Regions from separate parts of the Mus musculus genome. Here region 2 is linked to region 1. A link is a contact called in public promoter capture Hi-C data. All regions are on one chromosome and are shown on one strand. Each heading gives the region's core, a stretch centred on a gene start, on an enhancer-like site or on the middle of the called end of the contact. The rest is flanking DNA. Distances are from core to core; before and after follow the strand shown. Region 1 holds the start of Tecr (trans-2,3-enoyl-CoA reductase). Region 2 holds the start of Dcaf15 (DDB1 and CUL4 associated factor 15).

Evidence for each region. Capture Hi-C pulls out chosen DNA fragments and counts their contacts.
Region 2: a promoter capture Hi-C map of liver shows a contact between it and region 1. The contact joins the promoter of Dcaf15 here to the promoter of Tecr in region 1.

What each region holds. Positions count from the first base shown.
Region 1 is chr8:83,593,070-83,595,797 of GRCm38.p6, reverse strand. It overlaps Tecr (trans-2,3-enoyl-CoA reductase), which reads left to right and starts at 1,307. Exons shown (of 13, transcript NM_134118.5): 1 at 1,307-1,458. The coding sequence starts at 1,444. All of the region lies in intron 2 of D830024N08Rik (a long non-coding RNA gene), which reads right to left.
Region 2 is chr8:84,103,308-84,106,190 of GRCm38.p6, reverse strand. It overlaps Dcaf15 (DDB1 and CUL4 associated factor 15), which reads left to right and starts at 1,394. Exons shown (of 13, transcript NM_001357322.1): 1 at 1,394-1,574. The coding sequence starts at 1,443.

The sequences.
Region 1 (2,728 bases), core at 58-2,557:
TGTTAGCCATTTGTATTTCTTCTACTGAAAACGTCTGTTCTGATCCACAGCCCCTCCCCCCTTTTTCTGGCAAGAAAGTCTACAATTTTATTGGGCCTGTTATATAATATTATTAAACTAACCCTAAATGCCATGTCTGAACATTTATTCCTGCAGTATATACATATATATATTCAGGCTGCAGACTACAGCAAGCAGAATCTGGCTGCACTAGGCTTTTAACATTTTATATTTACTTATGAGAGTGTGTGTATATGTGTGCTTGCACATGTGCCATGGTGTCTCTGTTCCGGCCTTACATTATGTGGGTCCCTGGGATTGAATTGAGCCCATTAGGTAGGATACCAAATGCCTTCATTTGTAATGTCTTTTTTTTTTTAAGATTTATTTATTCTATATATATGAGTACACACTGTAGTTGTACAGATGGTTGTGAACCTTAATGTGATTGTTGGGAATTGAATTTAGGACCTCTACACCTCTGCTTGCTCTGGCCAACCCCACTTGCTCCGGTCCAAAGATTTATTTATTAAAATAAGTTCACTGTAGCTGTCTTCAAACGCACCAGAAGAGGGCATCAGATCTCATTATGGGTGGTTGTGAGCCACCATGTGGTTGTTGGGATTTGAACTCAGTACCTTTGGAAGAGTAGTTGGTGCTCTTACCCACTGAGCCATCTCACCAGCCCCTGTAATGTCGTCTTTCTCTGCACTGTTCTCTGATGTCCTGTATTTTTAGACTGGCAGCACCTGTCATTTTTTTCCTGTATATTTCAAGGGCTCAGTAGCTACATGTGGCCAGTAGTAACCAAACTGTACACGATAACGCAGGCAGAGACAAAGGTGGTTTTGCTTCTAGGGCCAGCTCAACTGACAGGAGCTGTTTTAGGAGGGGCACCTGTAGAATGCGGTGCAGGTTTTCTTTTCCTTTCTCCATTCGTGATATCTGGAGTCCTTTCAAGGGTCCTGGTGATGGATGATAATCTGAGGTCTCATCTCTTAGATGAGCTTCTCTACATCTACGAATTCACCCCAAGCCTGGCTCTCCGGGCCACGCAGCTCTTTGTTCTCGTTTTGCCGCATTGACCCCTCAGCCTGACGTCGCTGGATTTCCACCGCAACACTGCAATGGGCGGAGCCAGAGGGCGCGCGGCGCCCAGGCTTCCTTTTGATTGGTGGGTGGCCGGGTTTTAATCTTGCTTGCCAAAGTGGGGGGGAGGGGGTCCGCTGCGCTCCTTGGATCGAGAAATCTGATTGGTCAGTTGTGTGGCGCGAGCAGTGGGTGCACCCCACGCTGATTGGCAGGAGGGACGCACGCATAGAGGGGGGCGGAGCCGGAGTCCGGGAGTGCTGCTCCCCGAGTGTGTGTGGAGCTGGGTGGTGTTTGGTGCGGTACGGCGGCCACTCAGTTGCAGCAGAGCAGGTGCCATCCTGTGGAAGAACCATGAAGCACTACGAGGTAAGCAGCGCGGGGCCCTGGGCCATGATTACCGCAGACCGCAAGTGTCCTGCAGGGCCTCGGAACCTTTTTTTATGGTCTGACTCTCCGCCATGGCGCAGGCGCAGTGTAGTCTCATTGCGCATGTGCAGGGGGGTATTTATAAACCTGCCACCCAGGTTGTTTGGGGATGCCTTTTCTTAGGGTCTTGCAGGGCCTAGGAGAAGCTTGCAGCTTCCTTGCAGCATCCTTGATGGCCTGAGTGGCAGGTGTTCAGGAGGAGTGCGGTGCGGAGCACTTGGTTTTGGTACGAACGATTCTCTTGCACAATCCTTGCACGTTGTCAGCGCCTCGGGCTCAGGAGGGGCTCTGCAGCCAGCCTGCCTCTTCCGACCTTCGCACCCACCTCGCCAAGATGCCTGGGCGGCGAGGGAGTTGGTTCCAGGGTCACGCCAGCCCGTGACCGCCAGGGAAGAAATCTGAATGCGCAAGACCATTCTGGAAGCTCATGTCTTCTGACTGTATCTTGGGTCACCTTTCCTCTTAAAACCAAATCTTCTAATGCTCTTCTCGACCTGATGATACTAATTTCGTTGTTGCTGACTTTTAAGTAATCATCATAAAACAGTAACTCACTGCTCACATTCATAGTAAGAATACATTAGTCAGGGCTAACTACCGTATTACTGAGGTTTTGTTATGTCCTCAGACTCATAGTCCTCTGCGGAGGGATTTGTAGTTTGTTACTATGTAGGTGAAAGTCAGAGATGTCCAGTGAGTTGTTGGAAGGTCCCTGCTAGTAATTGCAGAACAGAAAGGAAATGCAGATTTCTTTTCAAAGGCATAGTTTCTAACCACTAGCAGTGCGGTTCCGGGTAAATGAAAGCTGCCAAGCTGAGAGTTGTGTGTATTTCTCCCCTCAGATCTTAAATTTGTGATGAATTTAGTCAACCTCAGCCTAGCCTTAGGTTAGGGTTTTTTTTGTTTTTTTTTTTTTTCCCCTTCCCTGCCTGCTCCCTCAGTTTGTAGTGCTAGGCTTAGAACTCAGGGCTTTTCTCCTGCTAGGCAAGTACTCTAAACTCTCTTTGATCTTGTAAAACTGAAGCTGTACAGCAGTGTACAGTATCTCCCCATTCCCTCCTCCCCCAGCCCCTGGCAACCACCACTTGTCTCTGGAAATTGGCATACTTCAGGAACCTCCAATACATAGGAAATAATCCTATTTTTTTTTATCACAAGTTGAATACTAATATTGCTATTCATCTTCTGTATCATGATTATTGTTGGTAGT
Region 2 (2,883 bases), core at 145-2,644, 510 kb before region 1:
ACTGTGCGCGCGCACACACATACACACAAACACACACACACACACACACACACACACACACACACACACACACACACACACTGCCTCCTTGCTCTTCCTTTCCCTCCTGCTCTGGGTCCACTAGTCTATGATTCAGCTGAGGCTGGGTCTGCACATGCATGGTCATATTTTCTCCTCATGCTGGGGGGAGGGGGGCTGCTAGTGAGCCCTCCAGTCTTTGCATAAAGAAGAGATCACCTAGTAAGTCTCTCAGCAGTGTCCCCATCACTAATCCATACATCATGGCAGGTTAGTCTTGAACCTCTCCAGAAACCTTTGTCTTTGCTGGAATATTCCTCCTCCCCCGCTTCACAAAGCTACTTTGCATCCAACTGCCTTTCTACCCATACCTGGAATTCAAGGACAGGTACTCATTTCCTTGTTTATGACCTGTCCTGTTAGCTGGGTTCTCAATAAACCGAATGTGGCTGTAAAAAGAGCAGCCAGCAGTCTGGGTACACAAGTGCCATGTCTTCAGGGGAGTTCACTTTATGCCTGTTCCACGTGTAAAATAAAGGACCATTGCAGAGATTGAGTGAATGTAGGCAAAACTGGTGCATGAAGCTGTCATGTCCCGTAATATTTATTACCATTATTAATTAGTATGATAGGCTTAACAGGCCTTCCACAGGAGGTGCAAACTCAGAACCACGCCTGACCCATGGAAATTAATTTTTTTAAAAACAGCATGATATCTGTCTGATGCTATCATCGTCATCGTCGTCCGGAAGATGCTTTGTTTTGTTTCTTTGTTTGTTTTTCTGAGACAAGAGTCTCTCTGTGTAGCCCTGGCTATCCTAGAACTCACTCAGGCTGGCCTCAAACTCAAAGAGATCCACTTGCCTCTGCCTCGTAAGTGCTGGAAAGGCGTGAACCATCACGCCCGGCCTGGAAGATGTTTTAAAACGAGCCATTTTTTTCCCCACCGCCTTTTCCTGGTCTCCTCCCTAGCTGCCCAGGGATGCTCCTCAGGCCTCGGCCCTCCCAGCCTGAGCCAGAGCCAGGGCTGGAGATTCTGGCCCTTATGGACCACAGGTTCCCATAGCCCCGCCCACAGGCCGCTGGACGGCCAGTGGTTTCCACGGAAACCCACTCAGGGGCGTGACAATGTCAAGCCTGACAGAAATCTTCGCCTATTCAGTTGAAGTTTTTTGGCCGAGGAGCGCCAAAGTGGTTTCTGAGTGGTTTATCTTTAATGAAGGGCGGGAATAAGGCGGGAGCTGTTACCATCTTTACCAACCAAAAACCAAGATAGCTTTGATGGACAAGCGTAGCGGGAAGCGACAAGGAATGCCGGCTGTCACCCAACCGGCCGGCCGCAGTAAGGAGAAAAGGCCAATCAGAAAGTGCCAGGGGCGGGGCTAAGGGACCGGTTGCTCCGGAAGTGGAGGGAGGGGGTGAAAATGGCGCCCAGCTCGAAATCGGAGCGGAACAGCGGGGCCGGGAGCGCCGGCGGAGGCCCTGGGGGGACCGGGGGGAAGCGGGCGGTGGGGCGGCGGCGGGAACACGTTCTCAAGCAGCTGGAGCGAGTCAAGGTGAGGCCTGGCGTCTGAGGCGAGCGCGCCCGGTTGTGAGGAGGAGGGGACGCGGGAGGCGGCGGAGGGAGGGCGGCGCGGCGAGGTGGGGGGCGGGGCCGGGAGGGGGCTGGGCGGGCCGGGCGGTGGGGATGGGGATGGGTTTGGCGGTGTGGAGGCTGGTGCTGAGGCGCGGGCTGGGCTGGCGAAGGTTGGTGACTTGTGTGCAGCCAGTGAGGCGGGTCACCTGCAGGGGGCCTTGAATGAAGGCTGCTAGGCGAGATCAGTGAAGAAGGAAGGGGCTTGGGTGGCGGAGGCCGGGGAGAATCATGGAGGAAAGACCGGGGATGGAGGCTGATGGGCGGGTTACTGTAGAAGCTGTCCGAGGAATCTGGAGGAAGGGGAGACCTTGGTTTAGACCGATTTTTCAAAGCACTGCCCCTTGTTGGAGCTACCCCCCCAAACCCCTGAAGAGCCCCTGCTACCGACAATGGGCAGCCTCTGTTGGATGCTCCCTGTCTGTCCAAGCTCTGACCATCTCTATATCTAGTGCTTGTACCTAGGTCTGCCTCACTCATTGAATGGAGGAATGTTTCCAGAGTAGGGCCAGGTCTTCTCAAAGTGGAAGCCACTTAGGGCTCTGTCTCCCTTGTCAGAGGACACCTGAAAGGACAGGGATGTGAATAATGTTAGGTGGGCAGCTGTGGAGCAAGATTGTCTATGTGCACAGGAAGTTGGGAACTGGGTAAGGGCGAACTGTGCTTTTTCCTGGTGCTCCCTAAGCAAGGCTGTGGCTCTGCCCTTAGCCTAGACACTCCCTGGGCAAGGGTTATATCCTCTCAGGAAGGCTTGTCTGACAAAGCCATTCCCTTCATGGGTCGAGATGAACTAGGGGCAAGGTGCCAGGCCTTCTTTCCCACTAGATGGCTATCTTTTGAAGGCGGGCCAGAATAGCTCCCCAGTGGTCAGCTTTATGCCTGTTTCCTCAGATCCTTCCTTGGTGATGTTTTAGGGTGTGACAGTTGATTGGCAGTTAATTAAGAAAGGGGTTTTCTTAATAATGGATTGGAGCATTGGGAATACTGGGAGCTTTTGGTTCGGAGGCTCTATAGGTATAGGCTCTTGCCACCAAACCTAATAATGTGTGAGATCCCCAGGAGCCACGCAGTGAGAGGACATAGAGACTCCTGCAAGCTGTCCTCGCCTCTACTGTGAGTTGTAGTCTGCACAGTAACTACATTATCAAGAGAGAGATGGGTCCCCTTGTGGGCTAATTGGGAGCAGGCAGATAAATGCATGGCCCCACATCCTAGTCTCATGCGTCAGTTTT